Regions from separate parts of the Salmo salar genome. Here region 2 is linked to region 1. Evidence: chromatin contacts called from public Hi-C data. All regions are on one chromosome and are shown on one strand. Each heading gives the region's core, a stretch centred on a gene start, on an enhancer-like site or on the middle of the called end of the contact. The rest is flanking DNA. Distances are from core to core; before and after follow the strand shown. Region 1 holds the start of LOC106586301 (tyrosine-protein phosphatase non-receptor type 4). Region 2 overlaps LOC106586301 (tyrosine-protein phosphatase non-receptor type 4).

Region 1 (4,139 bases), core at 345-2,844:
CTGGCTAAATCTTTGAGCCAGAACAAAATACACACTAGTCACAGCATTGACAGCTTCTTTTTAGTCTTGATAGTGAGGCTCTCCTGGGTTATACGAATGCTCTGTGTATGTGATTACAAACAACTCCCCTGATCTTTTTATGCAACGGAAAATTATTAATTGTAACTAATTACAGCACTGTACTGGGTAAACACCAATGGTACCCTCAGCCTGGGTGAAGACGACATGGGGTAATTTGTGACAATAGGCGTAACACACACTCTACCGCAGCATGAAAGCTCATGAGCGTTGGGGACCCCAACACCCCCCCCCCAAAAAAAATTCTTAGCCTCATGGCAAAATGTTTGGAATAGCAGGAAATTAGCTGAGGTTCTTGAAAGTTGGGACAATCCTTGTCTGACAGGGACACTTTTTTACATGTTTTATAGTTGATCAAATTGATTTTGTTGCATTATTTGAGCTTAAAATGTATATTTAGGGGAATCTTATAACTCCAAAAACCAATATTTTCCCTTTTCTAAATACTTTCAATATTAATTTCCATGTCAGCTCTATGCCTGGAAATGCCCTTGTCCTGAGCAAAGATCACAATTTCAAACTCCCAAAAAATTCTAAACACAAATAATGGATATTAACTGAAAATGATTGTATGTAGTTTCTTGCAATAGCCCTCGGACACTATAAATAATATTTCTGTGTCCAGAGATTTGGTCAACTCTAAAATCTTCAATTAATCAAGGATGAGCAGGGTCAGCAATACCATAAGGATCCATTATTCATGTCCTTATACTTCCAATTTTTATCGAACCTTTATTTAACTAGGCAAGTCAGGTAAGGACAAATTCTTATTTACAATGACAGCCTACCCCGGCAAAACCTAACCCGGATGACACTGGGCCAATTGTGCACCGCCCTATGGGACTCCCAATCACGGCCGGTTGTGATACAGCCTGGAATTGAACCAGGGTCTGTAGTGACACCTCTAGCACTGAGATGCAGTGCCTTAGACCGCTGCGCCACTCGGGAGTTCAATTTTCATTGATTATTGTTTTAAATGTATTCTCAGTCTTTAATATACCACTTTGCCAGTGTCAGTAAAATATACATTTTCATCATCCCTTCACATTATTGGACACAGTTGGGAGACGGAGTGTTTTTTTAACCACATGATGTCGCCACAGCCCCTATTTAAATTGTAATCTACAGTCCCATTGTCAGGCCTAATCTACACTGGTGTAGTATTGTTATAGTCACATTGACGGACCTAAGTATTTCCTGAATTTATGGCAATGATAAACTAGTGTGGGCTATTTCTGACCAACAATGGAAATGTAATATCCTGTGGCAATAATTACTTGAGGAAATTACTAATGACTCCTCGCCTAATGACTATTCTGCTCCACACGTACAAACGTGATGCCAAATGCAGTCTCCACACTAACCTACATTTTGTAGCTCTATAAAACCGGCAAAATACCAGTTACTATGGCATGACAAATATAGATTGCAGGATTGCTCACCCGCGACTTCACAAATGAAAACCACGCCTCCCTATCCTGTGACTCCACCCCCGTGCACTGATGGCGCTGCGAAGATTGCGCCATAACGTTGCTATGCTGTTGCCTCTGCTGCAGCGAGCGAGCTTTGACGACGGACTCTGCAGTCCGCTGAGAAGTCAGAGACCGAATAATCCAATCCCCCCCAACATTTATGTCGCTCATACCATCGCATTTACAAATCAAAGGAATTGTAAATATCATTCACTCGGTCTGAAATGACTGCTGGTTCGCTGTAGCCAATGGTTGCTGTGTCTTGCGTGTGGATTATTCGTTGCCGAGCTAGTCCGAGATTCGAGCCAGGAGGGCCCGCAGTTGAATGTGTATGAAGCTGAAGGCTCTCAGTGATAAAGATGAGGTTTTGTCGGAGTTGGCAGCGGGTGAACTGAACTTGGATTTTCAGTCCCTCACCCTAAACTCATTTCCCGCTGTAAGAAAACCATATTACTTAAAAACTGGACGCCCCTGGAACTGTTTATGACGGTAAGATAATTTACCAACTATTTAACAACCATTTTACTGAAAAGTAATGCAGCTTGCTAGCGTAGCTACTGTAGCTAACTAGTTTGCTAGCTGGTTGTGCTAACTTTAGGTAACCTAGCTAGCTAAATTGCTAACGAGCTATCTAGCTGTTTGCTCTGACGTTTGCTCTCCATAAACCTAACCAATACACCATTGTTTTGGTAACTACTTAGTTAAAAAACATTTACTGTCCCATACTCGGATCCATTAAACAATGTAGGCTATGCCTTTAAGTTATTATGGGAAATAAGATGTTCCCTGAATCCACTACTGCTATTTCAGTGTAACGGTAGTCACAAGATTTCAGCTACACTTTTCTGTGTGGAAGCCTACTCTGAAGCTTGACAGATGATGGAAGGAGAAATATGATAACCGTATTTAGTAATCCAATTGTGGACGTTGCAGGTAGGCAATTAGCTAAATATTTATATTTTAATTACTCAGTTAAGTTAACCCTTGCAGAAATAGCCTAAAACAGAGCCTATAAATTATCATAGGTGGTATCCAGTTACAGTGTACATGGCCCACAATATGAATGTACTGACAGCTGCATCAGTCTTATAACTTGCTGGTCATTTTTAAACACGAGGAGGAATTACTTTAAGTCAAGGGTTTCCTTCTCTGTGATATTACTCAAGGTTGCTTTCAAGTGAGTAAACCGGTAACTAATCTGTGTTTTCTGAATTTGGACATAATCATTTAGCTAATGTGGTCAACTTTAACAATGACGTAATCCTCAGTCATCGTATTCGTGGTGGTGGAAGCCTATCGTTCGAGAGTAGCTACCTGGACTGATTTCAACCTGCGTACTCACTACTGGAAAGCAAATTCAATTACACGTTTTTGGTGTCATGGCATTAAACACATTTTTTGGGGGGCGTATACTTCCACTTTGAATTCCACATCAACTCAATTCAGTTTTTTATTGAATGAGTTTAGTTGGACTGAGCCTACATCACCGCTTGTCTCCAAATTGTGCTGGTAGGCTTTCTCAGGTCCCCAAATCTCATTCAATCAAACCAACTAGGACGTTGAATGACCGGCTTCAGGTTTGACAGAAGAGGACCTCTGCACTTTCACATGTCCTCATTTCATTCACCTAATATGGCCCCCATAGATAGCTACTTTGCTTCACATAGCCTAATCCTACTGGAGAGGGCCATGTCAGGATTCAGCGAGAAATCAGATTCATGCCTATGAGACTGTGCCTGTCTTTGCCAGGAGAGAGGCCTCTGTATAAACTAGAATAAAACCTGTTTTAGGGGACTCAGCTGGTAAAGATGAAATGGCCTGTGGAGAGAGTCCTGGCTTAATGGGTTGTGCACCTGAACCAGGCATCCCTGATTTTGAAGTGGAGTGTGGGTGGGGTTTTGGGAGAGAGGGGCTCAGGTGCTGGAATAATTGGGATAGACTGCACCTGCTGACATGAGCATTGGTGAAGCCACATAGATTGATTGGACCCAGCTAGCTAATCTACTATGAGGTAGACTACTGCTGAGATGACAGTAACAAAGCTAAAGAGGCCGTATTCATAGTCCTATTATGCTCTCACAATTATTATTTTTTTGTTTATTTGTCGACTGCAATGGGAACATATTCTTTGTGCATGTGCATCCAATTGCCATCCTTGTTTGTTTTATGATAAGTGACTATACACCTACACTACATGACCAAAAGTATGTGGACACCAGCTTGTCAAACATCTCATTCCAAAATCATGGGCATTAATATGGAGTTGGTTCCCCCCCTTGCTGCTATAACAGCCTCCACTCTTCTGGGAAGTCTTTCCACTAGTTGTTGGAACATTGCTGTGCGGACTTTCTTCCATTCAGCCACAGTAGCATTAGTGAGGTCGGGCACTGATGTTGGGCGATTAGGCCTGTCTCATAGTCGGCGTTCCAAACCAATTCTGTATGGACCTCGCTTTGTGCACTGGGTCATTATCATGCTGATATAGGGAGTGGCCGTAATTCCCTAAATGGTTTCCACAAAGTTGAAAGCACAGAATTCTCGATATTGTCATTGTATGCTGTAGTGTTAAGATTTCCCTTCACTGGAACT
Region 2 (3,722 bases), core at 765-3,264, 63 kb after region 1:
TGTAGGAGTGGCTTCACATCCAACCTGACAGAGCTTGAGAGGATCTGCCAAAGGTGCTTCAACAAAGTATTAAGTAAAGGGTCTGAATACTTGTGTAAATGTGATTTTTTATTTTGAATACATTTGCAAAAACCTGTTTTTGCTTTGTGATTATTGGGTGTTGTGTGTAGATTGAGGGGATTTAATCAATTTTAGAATAAGGCTGTAACGTAACACGTAATGCAGCTAAAGTCAAGGTGACTGAATACTTCCCGAATGCACTGTACATTGTGAGGGAATTCCAGTTCCAATACCTTCGGTAATGGTACTGACACATTTCATTGCATGAGTGAAAGGAATTATACACATTCAAATGTATCAGAGAGCTGGACAAAACATCATAGAATCCAAATAAAGTATAAGTTTTCCAACTGTGGATAGCGTACATTCAATTGCTTTGATCACACACACAATCCTCCTCACCACCGATTTGTGTGTATGCGTGCAGCCGGAACTCGTTCATACAGGAAGGGACAAGGATGCGGCCGTCGTCGGTTGGGCACCTGGTGGACCATGTGATTCACGCTTCGCCCAGCCTCCCTGTCTTCTCCAATCACAAATTCGCGTCCTCTACCCAGGCCGACTCTACCCCGTAAGTCTGCTACCACACTCTCACCCCAATCACGAGTCAGCCTCATCCACTCAAGGCAACTGCATCAGACTGGACTCCACTTGTAAGTCTGACCCCTTGTGGATACTGGACACACTGCAGTAGTGAGGAAGATGAGAGAGGTGGTGGTTATGAGTAGCCCTGTTGACATGACTGCATGATCTGACCAGGAACAACTCTGGCCCCTAGTTATAGCCCGGTACAAGAGACTAGGCCTACACTGAAACAATATGTTTGTGCTCAGAAAAGACTCAAACATTATAATGGAAGGTCTCTCACCAGCTCCCTCCCAAAACAACACCACTATAGTTGTTAATGAGGATGAAAGTTGGTGACAGTGCATAGATTCCACTGTTAAAGTCCCCACTAAAGCCGCTGTCTAAAAATCTATGGGAGCCACATTAAATAGGACTTGACAGTTCCAGTGCCATGCTGTCTACTCCGACTGCTGAAACAGCTGATTTTTAACGGTTAGCCTGTGGTCTGTGGCTTACAATTACAGTTCACACCCTTTCCCAAATGTCATTTAATGGGCTTAAATGGAAACAGAGACTTTGAACACGGGCTGTAAAAAAGTGAAGTGTTTACAGCTCTGGGGGCATGAAGGGGGTTCGGCAGGGCTGGGATGGGGGTGGGGGGGGGGGGTGATCCACACCGTACTAGTAACAATAATAATGCCTTTGGCCTGTCTGACTGGGAGCCGTATAACCCTCATAGGTCAAAATGCCCGTGGCTCTAGTCTACTGCAGTGTTGGTCCACTGACATCTGAGAGTAGCCTAACCACTGGGCTACTAGGGTTGGATTGCGCTGATGAGTGGGGCTATGTTCAACTTGTAAACCCAGCTCTGGCCTCACCCTGTCCCGCTCCCACCCTCTGTCGTCCCTCTGCTCGTCATCCCAACCTCAACCTTCAGCCAACCCTGTACTCCAGTTCTTTTGGCTGTTATGTTCTTCGAGATGCCTTTCAGAGTTCCAGTAACTGTTTATTATTAGGCTAGATTGGCTAAGTGCCACTAGGAGTGGAGGACGATTAATAGCCTGTCTGTCGGAGTCTCCATATGTTTCTGTCTTATCTTAGAGCTGGAATGGTTTTTATATGTTCTGCTGTGTTATCTTACCAATAACTATGTCACCAGCATTAGTACAGATACTGCACCTGTACTGGAAATGAAGGGAATAGTTCTGACACTTACATAATCCCTATTTAAAGTATGCATATGCACACAAACATGCCTACACTCACCATATATACTTTCCCTCCCTATTTCGCTCTTATTTCATTTCTGCTTTCACACACACAGGCACACTTGCACGCACCCACATTCCGTGCCAAGCCATTTGCTCATCTCTTTTGTCACTGACCCAGAAGATGACATAACCACCTGCTCACATTTATTGCTATATCCGGTGACACACACACACGCACATAGATTCTCTCTTCTGCTCTCTCAAAAATAAACATAAAAACAACCATATTCCCTGTCACGTAGCCTTAGCTCAGTGAGGATAAGGTTTCAGGCGGTTGAAACCAAAGCATAGCAACCAGGTCATGTAATACCCCCCCCCTACAACCTGATCTGTAAACCAGGAAAACATCCCACTACACTGTCACTTGAAAGGCGGCTGACCCTAGACTGTCCTTTAAAGAATAAAGAGAATATTGAACTTTCCCTGACTTTACAGTCATTGTGAAAAAGGACCGCAATTGTAGCATGTTATAACTTATTGTCTTGATGTAATTAGCGGAATACACCCATCTGTTTTTGTAAAGCTAACCAACATTTCAGACCAAGATACTCGAGCTTAAACTAGTATTTGATAAAGTGTGTTACGTTGTGTTAGTGTGGTCAGTAAGCAGTAGTCCTGCCCGTCTCTCCCTCCCCCCAGCCCTGTGGCTGATGTCAGCATAGTGTCTGTTTAGGTTGGAGAGGCCTGTCTGTCCTTCCTGCAGGGTCCCCCTCCGGACCAGGCCAGTGTCTCCTGTGTTGTGACACCAGCCCGGCATACAGGACGCTAAACAAAGACAATGTGCTGTGACTGGCCTCTACTCACCCTGGGCCTCCTGCGAATTCTGTGGTTGAATGACTAGGATGGTTAGGTACACTATAACACACCCCCACTGTGACTAGGCGGGTTAGGTACACAAAGAGCCATATACTGTATATAGAGTTCAGCCAGGTTTTAGCACGGCTGCCATGTTGGAGCCTTTATTCTCTAAATGTTTGTGGTGAAATTCTGAAGTTACCTGCTGTAAACAAGCAAAACAGAGCAGCTGATTTAAGACATTTCTATTGCGTCGCTTTTGGGATAATGTGTATCCTAGTCTGTACTGTGTTGTGGTGTCAACAAATTGCATATCTGCATTCAATGGACATCTTCATAGGTTTTGAAAACTATCAGAAATAAACACCACAACGTGGAAGCGGCACATAAATCACATTCCCAGTGGGTCAGAAGTTTACATGCACTCAATTAGTATTTGGTAGCATTGCCTTTAAATTGTTTAATTTGGGTCAAACATTTTGGGTAGCCTTCCACAAGCTTCCCACAATAAGTTGGGTGAATTTTGGCCCATTCCTCCTTACAGAGCTGGTGTAACTGAGTCATGTTTGTAGGCCTCCTTGCTTGCACACACTTTTTCAGTTCTGCCTACTAGAGGTCGACCGATTTATGATTTTTCAACACCGATACCAATTTATTGGAGGACCCGCAAAGGCCGATACCGATTAATCGGCAGATTTTTGTAATTTCATTTTTATTTGTAATAATGACAATTACAACAATACTGAATGAACACTTATTTTAACTTAATATAATACATCAATAAAATCTATTTAGCCTCAAATAAATAATGAAACATGTTCAATTTGGTTTAAATAATGCAAAAACAAAGTGTTGGAGAAGAAAGTAAAAGTGCAATATGTGCCATGTAAAAAAAGCTAACGTTTAAGTTACTTGCTCAGAACATGAGAACATATGAAAGCTGGTGGTTCCTTTTAACATGTCTTCAATATTCCCAGGTAAGATGTTTTAGGTTGTAGATATTATAGGAATTATAGGACTATTTCTCTC

What was found. Hi-C and Micro-C count contacts between places; a contact is called where the count stands out from the background.
Region 2: a contact with region 1 is called in a Hi-C map of muscle, with 5 times the contacts expected there. The contact joins the enhancer-like site here to the promoter of LOC106586301 in region 1. A contact is called at or near these places in 2 of 3 Hi-C or Micro-C datasets (blood and muscle).

Annotation. Positions count from the first base shown.
Region 1 is chrssa25:19,733,679-19,737,817 of Ssal_v3.1, forward strand. It overlaps LOC106586301 (tyrosine-protein phosphatase non-receptor type 4), which reads left to right and starts at 1,595. Exons shown (of 26, transcript XM_045707341.1): 1 at 1,595-2,039. It also overlaps the pseudogene LOC106586288.
Region 2 is chrssa25:19,796,062-19,799,783 of Ssal_v3.1, forward strand. The region is part of intron 14 of LOC106586301 (tyrosine-protein phosphatase non-receptor type 4); the gene reads left to right. Among protein-coding and RNA genes, the nearest start is that of e41l5, 34 kb to the right of the region's middle. Within about 2 kb of position 2,015, at least 3 of the 13 cell types and tissues checked have an H3K27ac peak or open chromatin away from gene starts, as enhancers often do. A contact at or near this core is called in muscle, where this site is marked.